Regions from separate parts of the Mus musculus genome. Here region 1 is linked to region 2. A link is a contact called in public HiChIP or PLAC-seq data. All regions are on one chromosome and are shown on one strand. The core of a region is the stretch at or near the end of the contact, and the rest is flanking DNA. Distances in the headings are between cores, read along the strand shown.

Region 1 (5,886 bases), core at 1,377-3,876, 400 kb before region 2:
CCCAGGCATATCTGGGCACTGAAAAAAAACTGTGGAAAAAAAAAAAAAAAACTCTAAAAAAAAACTGTTTACCAAATGTCTCAAAAAGATTGAAAAGTTAATGATTTCATATGCTTTAATTCTCAATGTTGGTTACAAGAAAGTGGAGTGCCAATCGAAAGTACTAAATAAACAGTGCTTTCATTAGCTTAACAGTCCAATCACCAAGTCACGAACCAATACCTGCTCTAGATAACAAGGGTGGACTTTTAAACATATTCACGCTCTCTCTCTGTCTGTCTCTGTCTCTCTCTCTGTCTCTCTGTTGTGTGTGTGTCTGTGTTTCCCTCTCTGTCTCTATGTGTGTGTGTCTGTGTTTCCCTCTCTCTCTGTCTCTATGTGTGTGTGTCTGTGTCTCCCTCTCTGTCTCTCTGTCTGTCTCTCTCTCTCTCTGTCTCTCTGTCTCTCTCTCTCTCTGTCTCTCTCTCTCTCTCTCACTTGTGTATACAGATCTCTGCTTGTAAAATGTTGGCAGTCACATGCCCTGGGGCCTGGGGAGGTCAGAGGACAACTGGGTGTATGTCCTGGTCTTTCACCTTGTCTGAAACAGGGTCTTTTGCTTCTTTTTGTTTGTTTGTTTGTTTGTGTTTTCCTGTTTGGTAGACAAGGCTAGCTTCTGGGGAGTCTCCTGTCTCTGCCTCTCATCTCCCAATATGAGGGCAGAGATTATACCTTTATACAGGTTTGGGGGTTTTTGAACTCAGGTCCTCAGGGTTAGTGTCCTCACTCCTGTTTAAATTTTCTAATAAAAGATGTAAGAAACACCTACTTTAAACTCAGCTATGTATGTGGTTCACTCTGCACCAGAAGTAAAGTTCTGATTAAAAATACTTGGAAACTCAGTTCTATTCCACGACAGAGAAAGTAGCAAATAACTGTGCTTATGGGGAAACAGCCAGCAACAGGAGTTCTGATGCCAGCATGCCTGGTCTGTTACAAAACGGGGAATGGGAAGGGTTTGTTATTCAGATTATATACTGGCAGGTTAACATTTATAGGGTACAAAGTGATTGTGAAGTCTGATTTTTGAACTATTCTAATTTTTTAATATTTGTTTTTTAGTATTTTTAATTATGCATATGTGGGGGAGGGGAGGTTCCGGTGAAGCTGGAAATGGGCACTGGGTACTCTACAAGTGCAGATAACCTGTTAACTGCTGAACCATCTTTCCAGTCCCATTATTCAGACTTTTAATTTAAATATAGAATGATGAAATAAGGCTAATTTACTCATCACCCAGATATAACATTTTTAAAATGAAAGTAGCAGATTTTCGTCTCTCTCTGACGTGTACAATATTTCATGATCAACTATACTGAGCATACTGTACTAAGCTACATCCCTCACTCCTCCTATCTGGGTCGGGAACATGGGGGACTGATTGTCAGGGAGGGTTCAACTCTAGAACCATTCCAACAATTCTTTCTTGCTTGGGAACTGTATGTTTCAGATTGTACCGCGCACCACGTGGGCAACAAACCACATTCCTCAAAATACAGAGGTTTCCTGTTTCAAACAAGTCCTCCACAAACACAATTAAGACCATCAGGAAGGCACACCAACCAAGACCAGTTCCCTCAGAACTAGGAGCACTCATTATTCACTTAATTGCTTCTGAAAATTTTAAAACAGTTGCTAAATTCTTAGGTATCCGAGGGTCATTTCATCGATCAAAAACCGTTCCGTTTATAATACAACAAAGCAAATCTCGAGGATCCTTAAGCAATCCCACAACCATGGGGAATAACGGAACCAGCCGTACACTAGAGCAATAAAGTAGCCTCACAAAACCACACACACTCCCAGAGAAAACTTTTCTAGACCTAAAGTTAGGCCTCGGGGGTCCTTTGAGATGCTGGAAGCCAGTAAACTTGTATCCCAATTACCAATGCCCGCTCCATTCACTGCCAGTGTTGTGGCTCCTGGCGCTTTCAGCTGCCAACGTTGGACAAGCTGTAGAGGAGCAAGAAAGCCAGTGGGGTTTGGAGAGGGAACAGTGGCGGACGCACACTAGGGATCACCAGAGATCAGGGATGGGAGGATCCGAACCAAGGGACAAGCGAGGATCAGGGATAGGTAAACGCACACCAAGGATGCGCGGGGGCGCAGGATTGAAGGACCAGCGCCGGGGATAAGAAGGGACCAAGGATGGGAGGGCCAGCACCAGGGATGCGCGGGTTCCTGGGGCAGGAGGATCTAGGACCTGAGCGCCGCTCCCCGGGCCAGAGCTGTAGGAGACGAAAGATGGGCGAAGGCTCCTTCAGTACTAGCTGGAATAGCCTCAGCAGGACTTCTGGAAACTTCCTTGGCAGAAGGGCTCTCAGCAAGATGCCGCCTGGACCCGGGCCGCAGCCCCCACCCCCGCTGGGCGTCCCGGGGTGGACCCGGCTCACAAAGCCCCGCGTGACGCCCTCTAGGTCCGGCCCCGCCCACGCGTCACCACACCGGCGCGGAGCTGAGCTTCTGCCCACTCTGACCTTCCAAAGGCGCACGGGTAGCCAGCGGTCCGCTCCGAGCCCGAGAGCCCACGGAGAGCGCGCAACTGCAGGCCCCACACACCCTCCGGCCTCAGCCAGGCCCAGGCCACGTCGGACCGCGCCTGCGCACTCCGTACCGGCTGCCCTGGGGCCGCCGAAGGGACCCGCAGTGCCACGGCAATGACAGCTTCCGGCCGCCAGGGGGAGACCTGGGTCGGGCACTGAGGATTGGGAGAACAAATGGTTGCCTGGAACCTGGGACCTTGCCTGACCTGTGCAAAGTGTTAAATCTGTGACATAAAAACAAAACAAACTAACAAACAAAAACCTCACAAGGCTGGGGGCTGGAGAGACGGCTCAGCAGTGAAGAAGAGGTCATTATTTTTTATTTGCTCTGTAATCCATAAAGAACACACCATAATAATTTATAAGTGCAACAATTAAAAGTGAATAAAAGATTTGAGTAGATCCTTCTTTAGACAAGATATACAGACCACCAGAAAGAATATCAAAAGATAGTGAATCCGCCGGGCGTGGTGGCACACGCCTTTAATCCCAGCACTCTGGAGGCAGAGGCAGGCAGATTTCTGAGTTCGAGGCCAGCCTGGTCTACAAAGAGAGTTCCGGGACAGCCAGGGCTATACTGAGAAACCCTGTCTCGAAAACAAACAAACAAACAAACAAAAGATAGTGACTATCACGAGTCTTCAGGCTAACTCAAATCAAAATGAGATGTAACTTCTGTCTCATTAGAATGGCTGTAATCAAAAGATAAGCAGAAAAGGGTTTGGCAAGATGGTTTTTTTTCCGGTCCTCCTGCCTTACTGGTGGGAGTGTTAAGTAACCAAAACCAGCCCAGCAAAGTCTACCCCTAGTTAGAATTGTTCATAAAATTATCCATTTATCTTGATTCAAATAATTCAGTCGTTGTAAAATTCCTTTCCCTCTCTTGACACCACCTGTAATCACCTGGGTAGAGTCCCGATGAGAGATGGTCTGCGTTAGGTTGGATGTGTGGGGGGTGTCTTAAGTTAATTGATGTGGCATGACCCAGCTCACTGTGGGCAGCACCATTTCCAAGATAGGAGGCCTTGAAAGAATGGAGAAAATGCACTAGGCACAAGCAATCAGGCAGGCAAGCCTGAGTTAATTCCTTTCTCCCTGCTCTTGACTGTAGGTGTGATATATCTAGATGTTTGATTTCCTGCTTGACTTTCTCATAATACTGGATTATAACCTGGACCAGTGACCTGAGTTAAACCTCTTCTTATTCCTCTGAATCATAGCAACAAATATAACTAGGACACACTCCTATTTATTTTGTTTAAGTGAATCAGGTAGGATTTTATAATGGCATCCTGCCTTTATTCTTTAACTGCTTTCAAATCATATGCTCAAAATCATTTTACAATGTCATATCTAGTGTGTGTGTGTGTGTGTGTGTGTGTGTGTGTTAGACAAAGAATCCCTCCATTTCTTCAGGCAATAAAATTAAGTCACTTGTCTACAGATCTACTTGCTACCAATTATAGTTACTCACACACTCAATTTCTAGGAAATACTTCAAAATGGCTTTACAAAGATTGACAATTTGGAGTGATTGGGACCAGGTATTTCCAGCATGCAGTGTTCAAATTAATGTCTTCATCCTCTAGTGGTATCTAGATGGGACACACACACACACACACACACACACTCACACACACACACACACACACATACTCACATACACTCACACATACACACACACACTCACACACACACACACACATACTCACATACACTCACACATACACACTCACACACACACAATCACATACACTCACACACACACATACTCACATACACTCACACATACACACTCACACACACAATCACATACACACACACAATCACATACACTCTCACACACACACTCTCTCTCTCTCTCTCTCTCTCTCTCACACACACACACATACTCACATACACTCACACATACACACACACACACACACACACACACACACTTGCAGCCATTCTCATCCCTAACCTAGCTTCAGCAACAGGGAGGAGAGGTAGTAGGAGAGATGCTGGGACCCCTCCTTCTGGGGAGGAAATCCCTCTCAACTGCTGGCCATGGACCCTGCTCTTGGCTGTAAGCATCTGGGGTAGTTTCCATTTCAGTGACATTAGAGAAGGGGGAAGGGGAGAGAAGGAGTGAGGGAGAGAAAGAAAGACTAGATTCAAATGCCAAAAACGTTGCTGTTCTTATTGAGTTTTAGGGATTTTTTGTTTGTTTGTTTTGTTTTTTAAGGGATGTTTCTTCATTTGCTGCATTCTATTAGGAACTTTGTAGAGACTTAAATTTAAAACAATTCCCCCCCTTTTTTTTTTCTGGGGTTTTACAGAGCCACAAAATACCACAGTGTCGTATATTTTAATGGCTTCAATGAAAAGTATGCAGCATATGTAAAATTAGGGTAAAAGTTTTATCTGAGGCTTTTTATCCTCTTTGATCAGTTTGATATCTCTGATTAAGTATTACCATTGCATTTTAAATGGTCAGCATGATATGGATGACTTGGCTAGCAATGAGGGCTCCTACTTTGCACAGGCTGCTTCTAAGCCAGTTCCGGTTATGTGCTCTGTGGTCATATGTATTTTGATAAAAATCCAGGGGCTCTTACCAGTTACAACTCTCCATTTTCTCATCCTCACTGATGAGATGGATGTGGGGATTCAAAGAGTGGACAAGTTAAGTTGGATACATGTTTAGTCTTGGTTCTGTGAGATATAATTATGTTCATGACTGCTTCTGTATACAGCTAGGCTATTGCTAAGTATACAACTAAGCTATTGTACCGGTGAAATGCTGACCTTCAGGGCCATTCTCACTACCAACTGCAGGCCCAGCTGACCCTGCATAACCCTGACATAAATAGGGACACTCTCCAGGGCCACATTGCTCTTTCATCGTATTGCATCTTCTAGGTCAAGTATTGCTCATCCAAAATGCCTGGGAGCAGAAATATCTCAGACTTCGCACACTTTAAAATTCAGAATATTTGTACAGACATGATGAGGCATTAGGGAGATGATGAGGCCTAAATTTCAACAAAATGTATTTACGTTTCATATATAACTTACACACACAGGCTTAAGGTAACTTTACACAGTTTTAAGTGAGTTTACATCTTGACTGTCACCTATGAAATCAAATGAGGGGTTTGGATCCATGGCATTGCAAACTTTCCAGTCTTGGAAATTTCCAGCCTCCTAGATTAGGAATGATCAACCTGCACAATATTCAGCATCACGTGGGTGGAGCAGAGACAGGAGTTGAACTTCTTAGACCAAAATACAACCTACAGAGTTAGTCCAGCCTCTAGGC
Region 2 (6,480 bases), core at 3,704-6,203:
GGTCATCCTTGACTACAATATAATTAAACCAATAAACAGACAACAAAATGTCTCATTTCTTTTCCCTTAGACTTGGATTATAAACTTCCCCCTTAAAATCATGTCTCATATACCTAAGTATTCTTACCTAAAACAAATTATTTTATATAGTCTTTATTAATGCTCATTAAAATATCAAGAAAATGTACCTCAGAGATTTTAAGTGATTTACCCAAGGTAGTAATGATGATGGAACATCCAGTTAAATATGTAGCAAAATCAACATCCATGACCCAAATATAGGATATTCTCCCCTGCAAAAATGCAGCTTCACACCCACTCTAACCAACACTAAAGAAGCAAACGCACTTTACCTCTCTGCGTCAGTCTTTGACCCAATGACAAACCTAAAACGGACCAAGAAAGACAAGTCTCAGGCAAGAGTGTCTTAAAACAGCTTGAGTTAATCTTTAAAGCCTTTCACACTTAGTCACATCAATATATTACAAATTCATTTAAAACTCTACCAAGGTATCATTACATTAAAAATTTAATTAAACATGAGAGATAATGCTCAAGTTGTACATTCATCATAAAATAATCAATTTGGCTGGCTCACCTTAGGAGAAATTTATTTTAATGTTTATTTGTAATTTACACAATCTAGAATAAAATTACCAAGAACCACTATACAAGTTTACAAACATTGTCCCTCTAGTAAAATTACTCAACTACTGAGTGGTCTGTGGCTTTTCATTCACTTAACTCAATTCTGGAAGTCATTCTTAAACTTATTTTACACAAGATGAAAGCTTATTGCCAACTGAAACAAAAATCGTTTCTAAGAAATACTAAAAAAAAAAATCTTTTCCAGTTTTTAAAATTTTGACATTATAACTTAACATATTAAAACAAGTGAATCTTATTTTTTAATTACCAGTTTGAATGGTCATCAGCAGAGGAGCTGAAATACAAAATGAAAGAGAAGCACTCAGTTAAGGAAAGCCAAACCTAAGCTTCATAGCTCTCAGGTTCTGAACATGGAAGAACGTAGAAGAGTGCAGATCCTGCAGAATAACGGCAGGGGCATCAGCCGTCTCCCCGAAGCAGTCCATGGCCATGGGAACCGCACCTTTACAAAGGCGCAGCTACTGTGCCTTACACTGTAGCCATGCTGGCATAGCCACATGGTGAATGAGGGACGAACTTCAGAGATATGCATAATCAAACCAGCTGATAGCTGTCAATCCACGAACTGCTGCTAGCTCTTCGTGGCGACTGTTACCTGGGTATGAAGTAACTCTAACACCCATCGTTCTTCACAAATTTTGGTAAGGGTTTTAACAATAATTTGACATACAACTGAACTCTACTTTTTTTTTTTTTTCATTTTGTGATTTGTTAAAAAACAAAAAACAAAAAAACGAAGAAACCATAGAATCAAAATTATCCCAGCACTCAGAAGGCAGCGACAAAGGCAGGCTGATCTCAGGGAGTTGAGACCAGCCTTGTCTCCATAACATGTTCCAGGCAAACTAGGGAGTCACAGACCCTGCCTACACTCCCCAGTTACTCCCAAACCAAAAATGATAATTAGTACCCTTCACTAATGATGTACCACTTAGAAAATCAACTACATAAATTGCCAGTAATATAAAATATACCAACAACGAAATCCCAAGACTATCCTGAATATAATTATCTGCTCTTTAAAAACTAATTCTAAGTAACAACTGCACTCAACCTTACATCCACTGTCAAAACACACTGTTCTGTATCAGGTACCAACCCTCAGAGGGAAATGTACTCATCAGCTAGCAAGCAGCTCCTTGGTAGCTCTCTATAGGTTCTGGATGGCCCTGTCTATTACATATACTCATCAGGACTCACTGGGATGGAGACATTTGGCTGTCATTTTCTTCATCTGCTTTCCACGGCTGTATTTTACCATAGTAAAGTGGATCCCCAAGAGACTGCAAGATGGTCAGCTTTGTTTTCTGATACTGATTACCACCTTCACATTCAAATACATAATCGTCTTTTACATCCTGAAAAGAACAGAGAATCCCAAGTCATTTCTTCTCAAGTAGCAAAAGTTATCAACAACAACAAATAATAAAATAAAGACTAACTTCTGTCTGCTATATACATGGCACTAAAGGAATGTTTAAGGCCATGTATGATTGTGCATGTTATTGAATCATTTATTAGGAAAGTGTTATACATTTCTACACACAATGAAAAGTATAAAAAAAATGACTGGACATTGTCACAGCACTTAACAAGTAGTTTCTCATCCAACTGTCAACAAAACCCATGGCTGGTGTGGCCATTCCCACATTACAGGTACATGGACTTGTCAGGTGTGGTGGCATGTGTCTTTAACTCCAGCACTTGGGAGACAGAGGCAGGCTCATCTCTTTCAAGACCAGCCTGGTCTATACAATAAGTTCCAGGACAGCTAGAACTATATCATAAGAGCCTGTCTTACAAATAATAAACAAATAAATAAATGTAAAGGAATGTAACAACCCAAGCCCTCAGAGGGAACTGAGTTCACAGAGCCCTTTCTTTACCTTCCTTTATGCTAAGTGCTCCAATGTGGCATCTCTCCAAGCCAGGAAGACACTCACAGAGATTCACTCATTGTACACACAACTGCAATAGTTAACAATCTGAGTATAAAGTTTCAAAGTGGAAATATTTTTGTCATATGCCATTCATACAAAACATCCTAAAGATGTCTATAAATCTTATTATCTTGTGCTTAGAGTCCATTCAAAATGTTATTCCAACTTCTCCCTTTAAGAGACTATTACGATGAGAGCATCAGAACATTTCCCTTCAGAGCTGTCTTTAAGCCAGGCACTGTGGCACATGCCTATAATCCCAGTACTCAGGAGGCAGAGGCAGGCGGCAGAATGGCGACAAGTGAGAGAGCAGCTGTAAAGAAGCAAAGTTCCAGGCAAGCCTCGGTCACACAGGAGACCACCGCTCAAACAAGAACATCTTTACAAGAACACACTAATTTGAAACAAGACAGGTGAGGACCACCAACAAGTAGGCAGAACAGAACATTGCACTAGTTTTCTGAAAGAGTCTCACTCTGTAGCCCAGGCTGTCTCAGAGACATCTTTTTCCCAGCAGCAGTTTCCCTATTCTGGACTTACAGTTATGTACCATTGGGCTGGACTCCTAATTTGGTTTTTGAATAGCTCCCTATGTGGCTCAGACTGGCCATCAAGTTGAGAGCTTCCTGCCCCTGCCTCCAAGAGCTGAGATTACAGGCATGGGCTCCAATGCCCCACATAAAAAGGTAGTGTTATATTAAAACTTCTCTGTAAAGTGAAAAACACACTCAGGGTTAATTATATTTTCCTGAAGCCCACAAGTACTCCAAATACACTTAAAAAAAAACTTATACATTAAAAGTTGTTTTCTGTTTAATAACTTCAGAGCCCAGCTTATAAACAACATACTTTACAATACGGAAGAGGCACGTCTGGCACCTGGGCAGTGAAAGCCAGAGGATCAGTATGTCTGAGGTCAACCTTGACTACACTACAAGTTTGAAGCCAGTTTGGGCCAAAAGAGACACTGTCTCCAAACAAAAAAAATACACGGGCAACTGGATCATTAGTCAAAGAGATTGGAACTGATTACTTACATGAGCTGGCCACATTGTTGGCTGTGAGTCGTCAGATTTGATGGATTCCTCCACTTTAGCATATTTTTCCACCTAAACAATGAAGATGTTGAATCAAATATAGTCAGTATCGGAACAAAGACAAGAACCTGCACAGTTCACAGAATCAATGTGGGCACAAGGGTCTCAACTAGCAGTATCACCAAGCACTTGTCAAGTTTTAAACCTCCTGATATGTTTAATTAAGTGTCGCATGTGGGACTACAGATGGTTAAGAGGTTAAGAGCACTGGATGCCTGGAGGCCACATATGCAACAAGATAATATGGCTTTCTTTCTTGGTTTGTATACATAGTCTATAGATGTCTCTGGCTTTGTGCTTTAACTGTTAAAACAGCAAGAACTGCTAGAATTGTTACAAAAAGCATTCTTGAAATAGTAAATAATTTTTGAAACAACTATCATAAAGAATTAAGTAAACTGGCAAGATTGCTTAGCAGGTAAAGGCTCTTGCCACTGAAACTTGAAGTTCCGAGTCTGCAGCCCAGGAATACCGTGGTAGAAGCAAAGACTCATCCCTCAATGGTTGCTCTCTGGTTTTCCATATGTGTTATAGTCTGCACACGGACACACACACCAAATATATATCTAAAAAATACATACTAAGAGAAACAAAAAATGAAATCTAAAATAGTCCTTTATAATGCCTTTATGATCACTTAGCACTCATGTGTCTTATGAATATTAGTAAACAATACTATTGGTAATTCCAAATTTCTAAGATTACTCATCTTTAAATTTTACCAGTTTGAACACGGAAGCATTTTGAGTTAATTATGAAGGACCACTACAGAATGGCACAAGGTCATTTCCTGTCACTATATAAAATATGCCATACTCTTTCCACATTTGGAAGCCTTAACATTCTTTCTGCTCCTAACACAGAACTCTATTCAAATGTATGCTCTTATGTAACTAACTGAGGCTGGATTGGCGGTCCACTCAATACCACAGACTTACATGACTGATACGACAGACTCTTGAAATGACAACTTTTACTGTTTCAAACAAGCTGCTCTTTTCTTCCCTTCACTTCCTCACAGCACTGGCTTCCTAATGCTGGCCTTTGACCCTGTGTCAGTGTACAGCTTTTTCATGAACTTACATCTACTTCAGAAGGCACAGCCAAGTTACAGGGGCTCCGTTTCCACATGTCTACACACTGAAAAGTAAAAACAGTACAGTCACTCGGAAACCCTAAAGCACAGCCAGTCATTCGTACAGCGAGCACCTTAGCGACTACTTACATTTCCTGCTTTGGAAATTTTGAGGTCATAATGCTGGCCTGCTTTCCTTTCCTTCCGCTTTTGTAAGAAATCAAGTAGTCTCAGCTGAGGGGGAGGAGGGCCGTGAGAGAGGTCCTGCTGGCGGTTCAGGGAGGACCTGGAGTACCTCTTCCAACACCTACAACAGACAGGAAGCAATGAAGCAGCAACTCTACCACACGGGGAAAAGGAGCAGGCACAGATCACAGACTCCATCACAGATACCCACTTACCACACACACACTCACACACTCCATCTATAAATACAACTTTCACACCAGCAAGCTTTAAGCACAGGTGAAAGAAAAAGAACAAGACAAAATACTCATGACCATGGAGCCACACTAGTTTGAATCCAGAACTAGAGAGGCAGTCATTATAAGCTAATCTCTAAAAATTGTGATTGTATTTTCTCAAAACTCGTTAAGTTACACATTGTTTCCTTGTTAACTGATTCCAATTAGTGTTGAGAAGCAGTGAAGCAACTACCCTTCTGTTTCTATCTAGTCTTCTTACAGCCTCACAACCATTTTGGTGAACAGACCATAAACTTATAAAAGTTCCTTCTTTAAAAGACTGAGGAAAATATTACTTTATAATAATGCAGAAAATATTTTTTAAAAAGGTCTATAACATAAATCCACAATACAAGGCCATGAAAAATCCCATTTTTGAACTTAGAATTCCAGCCCTCACATGCCAAGGGAAAGGGCACTCTGGCTAGCAACGATGTCAAACTTAAGAGCCTGTGTTACCCAAGTGCTGGTGGTTACCGTTTCATTGGGCGAGTGTTCATCTTCTGCCGGTTATAGAGCAGCCTATTGGCAGTGCACGCTACTGCCACCGATGGGTCAAGACACAGTGGCTCTGCTGTAGCTAGAATCAGCTGGCTCTCAAGCAAAAGTTTGTCTTCCTGAAATACACAGTTGTATGTCAGCCTCAGATGCATTTTTGATAATGTAAACATACATCATTTACCCAGAAATATTCTCAGGAAGTTGCTGAAGACTAAAGTGAATGTAGCAGTAACTCAAGTTTGAACATTAACAAGATAAAGAAACTTCTAATGGAAACCGAATTATCTGCATGATTTATAAAACAGTCACATCCACGGAGTGGGTATTTATTTGGCTGTTTAAAATAGTGGATCCAGAAATGGTAGAATATCTGAGAATAGTTATACTCTCTCTTTTACTAGTCCTCGGCTTAAGAAAATGATGCTTTCTGCTCTCTAGTGTGAATGCAAGTTTGTCTCTAACAAGAACAACTTCCAACCTTATAGATAGAAAAATAACAGCCCAGATTAAACCTCATCACTCACGAGTTACAGATAAACTGAATCTTAATTCACAAGCACATTTCACAGAGGATAACCTCACATTACTGACATTTTCTCTCCAAAGCAACAGGTAAACAAGAGCTAGAACTAAAGTATCAATTAGCTGATGTCAGCGCTAAGAAGTCCTGTTAGACCGTGTGCGTGTGCGTGTGTGAGTGAGAGAGAGAGAGAGAGAGAAAGAGAGAGAGAGAG

What was found. HiChIP or PLAC-seq counts read pairs in DNA pulled down with a chosen protein or histone mark.
Region 1: an H3K27ac HiChIP or PLAC-seq map of microglia shows a contact between it and region 2, with 6 times the contacts expected there. The contact joins the promoter of Spg20 here to the enhancer-like site in region 2. A contact is called at or near these places in 6 of 115 datasets of contacts at active chromatin or transcription factors (craniofacial prominence, embryonic basal ganglia, embryonic forebrain and 3 more) and 1 of 9 other capture datasets (liver).

The regions. Positions count from the first base shown.
Region 1 is chr3:55,108,848-55,114,733 of GRCm38.p6, reverse strand. Spg20 (spastic paraplegia 20, spartin (Troyer syndrome) homolog (human)) reads right to left here and starts at 2,626. Exons shown (of 9, transcript NM_144895.2): 1 at 2,517-2,626.
Region 2 is chr3:54,707,639-54,714,118 of GRCm38.p6, reverse strand. It overlaps Supt20 (SPT20 SAGA complex component), which reads right to left. Exons shown (of 25, transcript NM_001358015.1): 9 at 5,723-5,862; 10 at 4,932-5,088; 11 at 4,790-4,846; 12 at 3,647-3,718; 13 at 1,870-2,027; 14 at 917-943; 15 at 354-386. Among named protein-coding and RNA genes, the nearest start is that of Supt20, 16 kb to the right of the region's middle. Within about 2 kb of position 4,953, at least 85 of the 459 cell types and tissues checked have an H3K27ac peak or open chromatin away from gene starts, as enhancers often do. A contact at or near this core is called in microglia, where this site is marked.